Regions from separate parts of the Rattus norvegicus genome. Here region 2 is linked to region 1. A link is a contact called in public Hi-C data. All regions are on one chromosome and are shown on one strand. The core of a region is the stretch at or near the end of the contact, and the rest is flanking DNA. Distances in the headings are between cores, read along the strand shown.

Region 1 (4,729 bases), core at 1,432-3,931:
TTGTATGTCAGCTATGTTGCAACCCTCAGCGCTTGCTGTGCTAGTGTTGCTGGGCTCTAGTGTAGACAGATTGTCCTGGAGTTATTATTGACTGTGTTTTTATCTTAGTATCTGTGCATCTGGGAGTGGAAAGAATATAATTCTTGTTGCCGATATCTGGTTTCCACTTTGTTAACTTTATTTGGTTCCTTACTTTCTGTCACCCTCTCTGATTGTGGGAGAGGGGCTATGTGTTGCCTGGTAGAAAATTCTTCTGGGATCCTAATGATGTGGCCACTAGGGGTTCCAAGTTAAATGCATTTCTAGTTATTGGGAGCTGACATGTAGGAATGGGGATGGGCTAAGAAGGAGGCATTCAGAGGCTCCACAGGAGAGATCAAATCAGTATTTTACCAGGATTTACTTAATTTCCTGAAACAGAGGCAGAGAATGAGGAGAGGTTTCAGCAGGTAGTCTGCTTCAAAACTGGGGATGGTGATGGGGGATTAGACTCCAGGAATTTAGGAAGTAAAGACCTGAAGTTAGCTTACCTGCTTCAGTGGTCAAAATGGAATTGGTAGACCCTCATGTCAATCCATTTTATTTAAAATTGTTTCAATACTTAATGGGGAAAGGGTTTTGTCGGTTTTTTGAAAATTATATTTTGTTTTTCTTTCTTTGAAGCAAGGCCTTCAGTCAAGATTGGCTTGTCAGTATAAAGTTTTTCTACACAGACTGGCTTTCTTCAAATGTTGACACTTTCCTCTCTTCTCACACAGCTCATCTTTTCTTCATCTTTTGGGTCAGTTTCTCATCCTCACCCCTTCATCATGGTGTCTACACACTTATTGACTGTGTTCCACTTCCCACTCCCTGTTTTCCCACCCCGCATATTTGAAAATGCCCACATCGACTAGCATTTTTTGAAGCTGCAGTAAGTGACCTCGTCCCTCTTCCTTTCCAGCATCTGCCCTTATTTGTCTTTTTTGGATCTTGGCTAGGTTTTGTCTCCATTGTATAAAAAGGTAGCCCACCACAGCTATGTAACTATCAGGTGTTGGACAATGCACTCCTAGCTCAAGGTCCTTAAACAGTCACAGAAGCACTAAAGAATTGGAGCGCACCAAGGGTCAGCCTTGCACTGGAGCAGGGAATGAAAATCTGGCCACCTTCTCTTCCCAACATCTTTTTTTCCACATGGAAAGGTTTTATGAGAGAAGAAGAGTAGAAGAGGAGAGGAGTAAATGCCGGCCATGAGCACGTGGAGGGAAGGGGGGAAGGGAATGGGGAGAGAAGGGACAAAGGAGAAAAGTGGAAGAGGGCAAGAGCAAGAGGCAAGAGGTCTTCCCAACATCTTGTTCCATTAGTGGGGATCACCAGAATCTTGGGAGTCCATGAAGGTGATTTATCACAGTACTCAGCTTCCTAAGGCACAGAACAGGATGGAGAAGGTACTGAACTCATCCACAGATGACGCATACTCCATCAGGCTGCAGGTCAGGTATGACTTCTGGAAACTCTGATGTTCCCTTAAGGTGGAGAAATGACTTTGCTCCAGGCTGTTCTGTCACTGCCACCCATAAAACTCACTGTGCCATGAATCCTTATTGATCTCCTCCATGGACACTTGGTTCAGTGAAGTAGGTTATTGTATGAATCCCTGATTTGGCTGTGTGTGTGTCATTTCAGCTGATGACAGTCACAGACCACCATGCTGAAGGAATGCAGATATTTGAAGATGATGGTGGTGGGGACACTGGGGAAGCCTTCAGTAGGAGTAGACATTGTGATTCAGTTCCAAAGGGAAGACATTCTTTCCATTCGTTTAACTCTTCTTAAATTAAAAATAATATTTTTATTGCATGTGTATTGGCACTCTTTTCTTTCTTCTTCCCCTTCTGTTTGTAATAACATATTATGTTTTGAACTTTAGACATAGTGTTGATACAGGCCTATATAGTGCAATCCGATCACACTTAAGCACCTCTAGCCTACCTTTTTGCTTCTTTTGTCTTGAGACATGTCTTCTACATTGTATGGCTCAGGCTTACTCCAGCTGGACTTGAACCCATAGCAATCCTTCTACCTTAACCCTGGGTGCTGAGCTTACATGCATGAACTACCAGGACAGACAAGAATTTTTTTCCTTTAATGGATTAAAAAAACCACTTGGAAACTAGAAAGCTTGTAAGAAGCATATAATACTTTGGTACACGTTATTTGTTTTTCTTTGCTGACTCCTACTTTGGAGGTCATGTGTATTAAATTTATGTCTCTCATTATTCCTATTTAAAATCCATATGTAATACTTAACTATCTAAAATTCTACCTTCCCAAGCATTCCTTATGAAGATCTTCCCTCTTGTACCTTCCCATATGAGGCTGGGATGACAAGCATTGTGATACCTTTGTGGCACACACACACACACACACACACACACACACACACACACCCCATGTTCAAATGAGGACATTCATTACAATTCATTAAATTTGCTCATAAAACGAGCTCGATATCCCTTGGGCCAGGTCCATTAAATGAATCTATTTGGTTCATTTATGAATCATTTTTTTTTCTTATGTTCGAAAGGCAGCTTCTATGAGTTACTGTGAGCAAAGAGGCCTCACAAGACAGATTCAGGAATGCAGCAGCCAAAACCCAGGGCCTGCACAGAAATTCCTGAATAAAAATATCACAGAGGGAGAGGGAGGACCATATGTCTGTCTGCTGGTGTTCTGTGCTTGGCACCAACTGAGTTCCCAAGGGCTGCCTTGTGCAGGAGGTAATTATATCATGGCACGTTGTGCTTGGAGGTGTCGACTGCAGAATCTGTGTGAGCTAGTGACACAGGGTCTTCCAGGTTGATCCGAGAAAATCTATTTTTCTATTACCCATTGAAAGATGTGAGACACATTCATTATCTTGCTACGACTTGGATGCTAATCGTTTAGATGCAAAGTATTCTCCTATATTCCCCTTCCTTCTAAAATTACAAGGAGTCCCCCACCATGGTTTGCTGGGTTTATTCCTATTTCTATCTCTTCATCTCTCTTCTCAAATTTCCAGAGGTGGGGCATTGTTATTACTATGGTTACTGTAGATGAATTTTATAGCAACATCAAAATAATAATGCATGTACAGAATCGTATGCATCTCCTGCTAGCCTTGAACACACTAAGTAGTTAAGGATGACTTTGATCATCTCGTCTTCTTGTCTCCACCTCTTAAGTTGCATGAATCACATCCAGGCCATGTGCTACCAGCCTTGCTTCATGTGGCAGTGGAGAGTGAATCTTGGGCTTCATGAATGCTAGGTGAACATTCTGATAATTGAGCTACATGCCCAGTCTGTACTGCTGCTGTGAAACTACTAAGAAAATAACAATTAATAATAATGATGATGATAATAATAATAATCAATACATTTTAAAAAGTCATGTAAAATTAGAGTAGGAAGAATGCCTGTTTTTCAGAATATATGGTATACATGGTGTCATTTGTATTCTACTTCTGCAACTTGTCACCATTCAAAAGTAGACCCATAGCTCTGGTAAGTATTTTAACACTTAGTGGAAAATGTGCCCTTTGTCTCTTGCCAGGTGTGTCACATTTCAGGTCATTTGCTCATCTGATTTCACAGCCTGGGGCTGCCAGCACAACAGTGAAAAGCTGCCAGCATCCATCATGTGGCAAGAGCAGAGGGAGGAAGAAGCTGTTCACAAGTGACAGCTGAGAATGCCTGGAGGTCTTAGGGTGAGAACACGTGACCTTCTTCATGGAAATCAACCAAAGAGAAAAACCAGACAGAACAGCGTGCAATTAGATGGGCAGGTATTCTGTCCCACAATACTGACTCTGGACATCATCTCCTGAGAAGTCCTAGCTTAATTCCTGGTGGGCTTTGGGGACGGAGAACATGCCCTGAAATTATTTATAGTTACTGTTAAAATAAAATAAAACAAGCCATTCTGCTGTTTCTTAGTACTTTTCAAACTTCAGCAAAATTTAAATAGTGAAGGAAGGAAGTCACAGGAAGAATGGGAACCCATTACATCAGTTTGGTCCAATGAATTTTTACTTTTAAGATGGATTGGGGTTGGGGATTTAGCTCAGTGGTAGAGCGCTTGCCTAGCAAGCGCAAGGCCCTGGGTTCGGTCCTCAGCTCTGAAAAAAAAAAGATGGACTTTCTTGAAATGGTTTTTAAATATGTGCATATGTTTACTTCTGCATGTAGATCTTGCCCGCAGTACAGAAGGCCACAGAGGCCAGTAGGAGTTGGATCCTTGGGAGTTGGGGTTATAGGTGGTTACAAGTGTTGAGATCGGAATTTGCACACTTGGCAAAAGCAAGCACCCTTAATTGCCCAGCCATCTCTGCAGCCTTCTGTTTTAAATAAGTAAGATAATTAATTAATTAATTAATGTTTGATATTTGCGTGAGAGCTTGCATTTGCCATGGTGCAAGTATGTAGGTTGGAGGACAGCTTGCAGGAGTTGGTTCTATCCTTCAACCATATAGGTCCTGTGGATCAGACTGAGGTCCTCGGGCTTGGCAGTAAGTGTCTTTTCCGGCTGAGCCATTTCACCAGCCCCTAGTGGATTTTTACACAGGGCTGTTATTATCATCCTTTTGGATATCTACCCTAATGTCTTTGTAATTTGACTTTAAGGGTATTCTTTGTGTGAGTATAGTCATGGAATAATAGGAAGTTGTAAAGCTAGTTTGCAGTCTCGTTCCTTTCAGCTGGTG
Region 2 (5,229 bases), core at 2,552-5,051, 170 kb after region 1:
ACAAAGCAGGGTACTTGGAGTCCTTAATGAAGCTGACATATTAATTATGTTTGTGTTCTTTGAGTGCTTGAGGCTAGAAATCTAAGTTCAAGGTGTCAGCATGGTTGGTTATCTTGGACTTGGCTATGTCCACATTTTTTCTTTGCTATCACATGGGCTTCGTTCTGGTAATGTGTGTGTCTTTTCTGTTTGTGTGTTTGTTCATAATGGAGTTTTTCTATGTAGCCTGGCTGGGAATTCACAGAATCCTGCCTGCCTCTGCCTCCCAATTGCTGGAAGTAAAGGCATGTGCCATGACTGTCTGGCATTGAATAATATATGTATATATATATGTATATATATATGTATGTATATATATATATTCAAATCTCCTTAAAACATTTAAATTTATTCATTTGTCGGAGGTGAGGTAGCTGCACACATGCTCTGGTGAGCATACAGAGGCCAGAGCACAACATAAGAACACTTTTCTCTGTCCATCAGCTGGGCTCTAGAGATTGGACTTGGACTGTCCAGCTTGTCAGTAAATGCTTTTCCCTCTGAGTTACCTCACTTGCTCCTAAGCTTCCCTTCTTGTAAGGCTATCCACTGCATGAAGTTAGAGCCCACCCGACTTTTTAAAAGGTCATTTCTTTAAAGGCCCTGTCTCCAAATAGGGACACATTCTTGGCCCACAGAGAGTTTTATTTTCGATATATGAATGCAGAGAAAAGGTCAACGTTCTGTCCACAACAATGTTTAATGTATAAAACAATAGAATGAATGAGTGGATCTGTTTATAATAGACTTATGTGTACATTCTTGAAACAGTTGTTAGATTACAAAGGGAGCACGTTAGGGGTAGGCATGACAGAAATTCTGCAGCAGCCTAGACCAAGGTGACTTTATTCCTCATTTTATCTTCTGTGAAAGACATTGCAGTTCAGCTTATTCGTGAACAGGACTTGACAGAAGACTCAAGTGGAGAACTTACTCTCATTTCACAAAGTGCACCGAAGAATGATGATGTGTCATCTCCCAATGGATGTGGAAAATGGTAATGGTGAGAAAGAGAAAAGGTGACCGTTGTACCGCTTACCCTCCAAGGCCAGAGTCACCAGGCAGTGTGTGAGCTGAGTGTTTACTGGGTCATGGGTGGAGAGGCAGAGAAGGGGGGAGAGTTTCGGACCTCTGGCTGTCACCTGCTTCTTAGTTTTCTAGCAAGCATCAGCCTGAAAGGCATGCTCATGCCTTGTCTGTGTAATTCTGCAACCTGTAGCAACCTGCCACTGTTTTTGCATAAAGTTTGTAATCCTGCCCACAAACTAGAAAATCCTGCCATGAATTACTATGTGAGGTTACAGAAAAAAAAACTGATGGCAGAGATAGCTTATTAAAACATCACAGTGCCTGTGTGAGACCATTTGTATTATTATCTTATGGTGAAGGGGGAAGAGAACGTTCAGTAAACTATTCTTCCAAATGTCTAACTATGGGTACTATTGTGATGTTACCTTAAAAACAATCCATCCCATATAACCAAGGACAGTGTGCAGAATTGGGTTGTGACTTTCCTGGGCTCCATTAAGTAAACAATTGAGTCAGACCGTGCACAGGGAAACAATGACTTGTGGTACTTACGGATTGTGTATTTACCTGCATCATCTGCTTTCACATTCCTTACCATCATCCAGAAGTTCCCATGACAAAGTGACTAAAGATAATAGTGGATACTCATCTAGTAGCTTAAAATTTTTGTGGGTCATTTCCAATGGGAAAGTCAGATAGTCCTATGAGACCAGGAAAGAAGAGACACAGTCACTCTGAAGCAAATAATGGTGAGTGTAAGAAAAAAAAGTCAAGAATTAGTGAGATCAAGGGTGAAGCTGAGTGGTAGAGCACTTGCCTAGCATGCGCCAAGGCCTGTGTTCAGTCCTCAATATTACACAACCAATGAACTGTCGCTCCCATTAAAAAAAAATAGGCTTGGGTGTGACTACTGCATGCACACGCATGTGTGTGTGTATTTACATGTGTAAGCACACGTATGTGTTCATACATGACATTGTGTTTATTCATCTGTGTATATGTGTGTACATGAGTCTCTCTCTGTGTGAATGGTTTGGAACAGGAATCGTGCAACTGGCTGTTACCACCACACTGTTGTGCTCAAGGTCCTTTACTCATGCAGGCTAGAGAGAAAGAAAACATTTTGGGTACCGTGACACCTCTAAAGAAATATTCTAGAAGGGTCTCTGAGTAGAACTAACTTCCTTTACAACACCTTTGCAAGTAAAACAGAAATATCCCCAACTAAACCCCTGGGTCTAGTTCATTCCAAACCACTGGCCCTTTTCGCTCTGGTTTATGGCTCTACAGAACTTTTGGGAGAAGAAGATGTGAGTGGCTTTCCAGGTGTGAAGTAAGCTGTACCAGATGTCTTCCACAGACCAAGTATGCGTTCTGCTTTCTCTACTGAAACCACAGAAGAATTCCACCATTTCCCCTCAGTCCTTACATCATTTTTCTTTTCTCCACACACCATCCATGAAGCTTCTGATTAGAGGATTGATGTTAAAAAGTATGGCCCAGTCATACCAGCCCATCATTTCACTTGATGCTCATCTCAGAACGGGACCGCTCTCATTCTAAACCAGAGGCTCTCTTTGAAAACCACTGGCTTACTCTTACTATCCATTTCTCATCAATAATATCAAAGGCCTCACTGTTGGCATAATTCTGGTTGAAATCCAGCAGGTACGGAGTCTCCTCCCTCACCTTTTCAGTGCTTTGGATGCTGTACCATTAACAGAGAACAACTGAGCTGAGATAAGGAAACCCACTGTAGACATAGGCCTGTTCACCTCCATGTGTTTGTGTGTGTGTGTGTATGTATGTATGTGTGTGTGTGTGTGTAGGCTAGGGGATGATCTCAGGCATCATTGCCAAAATACCATCCATCTTTTAACAGTCTAACACTGTTCTAAAACTCATCCAATAGGCTAGGTGGACTACCCAGCAAGCCTCAGAGAGCCTCCTCCTGTTTCTTCCTCCCCAGAACCGGGTTTGCAAACATGTGTCACATCACATGCAACCTTTCCATGCAGGTTCTGGGGATCAAAGTCAGGTCTTGGTGCTCACAGGGCAAGCACCTTATCAACCAAGCCATCTCCCCAGCATGGATTTGCTTTATGACAGTACAGTCACACCAAGGTTGCCGAGCAAGCTTTACAGTAAACTCTTAACCCAGCAGGACTCCTCCATTCAAGGAAAATAATAGCAAGGGGACTGATGTGTTCAGGAATTGCCATGAGCAAGGAGTTTATGCAAAAATAATTCTTCAGAAAGCTCTGCAGGATCTGAGAAAGGCCAGTAATTATGGTGTCATCCTGGCCTTTCCAGAGATAGTTTGTGGAATGCAGTTTTTCCTCCGCCTCCTTCAAACTACTGAGCAATAAACAGTCATTTGTGATAATTGCCAAAGATGACCTTTGCTGGGGAGGCATGGGGTGTGAGATTCTGGTCCAGTGTAAGGGGCCATTGGGCTAAGTTTCTTTTTTCCCTCAGCCATTTTTATTTCTGCAGCTCTCGTATATAACTCTAGGCCGCCATCGCCCACATCGTCTCTGTGGCTCCAAACCCACCTTCTGGGCTCTACTTTTAAAAGGAAGAACAATGTCTATTTTTGTTTCTTCTCTTCCTCTCACACCCAGCTCAATGTGATGCCACAAATATGGCTAGCTGTTTGGAATAATTTGCAGAATTTAACATTACAGGCAAGCTCCATCCTTCCAGTGTGTATTTTGAGTATTTTATCATGAGTGTCAAGATTTTATGCATTACAGTATGCTCATGATATTTCTCCATGCTTTATTTTGGGCATGATAGAATCTGTAGCAATTAGTTTCTCACAAGTCTATTTTGCGCTGACGAATCTGTTATTTGCTCCTCGGGTGGATTCTTTGAGTCTACCTTTAACATGACTGTCTTTACTCCCAGACTGATGCTCTCTCTTTGGGTTTGGCAGATGTCCTCTGGCTTCTGAGCTCTGCTCAGCCTTTTCAAATGCAACTTGGTGAGATGTCAAGCGCAAATGAAGACGGAGCTATAGGGTGGTGAACCATAAACACGAGTTAAATTTTAAAACGCGCTTTTACCAACAGGAAGTGAGAGAACGTGTGCAAGAATAAAACGTGAGGATTGCGATTCATAGTTTAATCTCGTCTAAAATGGAAGTCTTTCTGTCTCTGGAGCCAGAAAGAGAATAGACATCAGTTGTTTGGGACCCATTAAATGGACCACGGCTGACCTGAAGGGCATAATTTACCTGCAGGTGTGTGCTGCTTAACAAGAGTAAATGGGAAAGAATCCATTAGGTGATTTCATTGTGTGAACATTCCAGTGTCCTTATAAAAATTCAAAGGATGCAGGTCAGTCCCTCTGTGGAGAATCTTGATCATCTGTTTACAGTGCATTTTATTTATGTTTATGAACACATAACATTATATACCTAATTAGGAGTTTACTTTTTAAAATATTTATCTTGCTCTTAACCATGTCTATGTGGTAGGACATGCACGCGTGAATATAGATATCTGTGAAAATCAGGAGTGGCCATCAGATCATCTGGAACTGGACCTATAGTCAGCTATGAGCCACTCCACATGGATGCTAGGAACTGAATTCAAATTCCCCATAAGAGGTGAACCCACACTTAACCATTGAGCCATCTCTCATGGACCAACCATTGAATACACTTTAAAAAAAATGATTAGAAGTACAGTACCACAAATAAGTAAACTACAAACCTCATTATTTTTATCTCTGTCTCATATGCACCATGCGTACTCATACATGTGTTCTAGACCTTTCTGCAGTTGGAGGAGATAAAATAGTAACATAATGATGTTATCAATATTGATTGCTGCAGAGAAATGCCTCACATAGGCATCTTAAGGATTTATTTCATGGTTGCCGAGGCACTCATGTATGGGCTCTGTTCATTCTGACCTACAGCATCACGATGGCAAGAGCTTGTTTCATGGTATACAGGAAGCAAAGAGAGGGAAAAAAAATCTAGGGACCAAGTGAAAGCTTCAAATGTATTCGTGCAATGACCCGTTGCTTTCAGCAAAGTGCTAACTTCTAGTATTCCCAGCACCTTTCCAAATAGAGTCACCACGTAGGAAAAAATACTTTAAGTCACCTGCTATTGATGGAGGAGGGTACTTCTTACGTAAGCTGTACCAA

What was found. Hi-C and Micro-C count contacts between places; a contact is called where the count stands out from the background.
Region 2: a Hi-C map of frontal cortex shows a contact between it and region 1, with 2.0 times the contacts expected there. The contact joins two enhancer-like sites.

What each region holds. Positions count from the first base shown.
Region 1 is chr17:68,954,635-68,959,363 of GRCr8, forward strand. No RefSeq gene overlaps it. Among named protein-coding and RNA genes, the nearest start is that of Pitrm1, 220 kb to the left of the region's middle. Within about 2 kb of position 2,682, at least 14 of the 93 cell types and tissues checked have an H3K27ac peak or open chromatin away from gene starts, as enhancers often do.
Region 2 is chr17:69,124,285-69,129,513 of GRCr8, forward strand. No RefSeq gene overlaps it. Among named protein-coding and RNA genes, the nearest start is that of Klf6, 330 kb to the right of the region's middle. Within about 2 kb of position 3,802, at least 9 of the 93 cell types and tissues checked have an H3K27ac peak or open chromatin away from gene starts, as enhancers often do.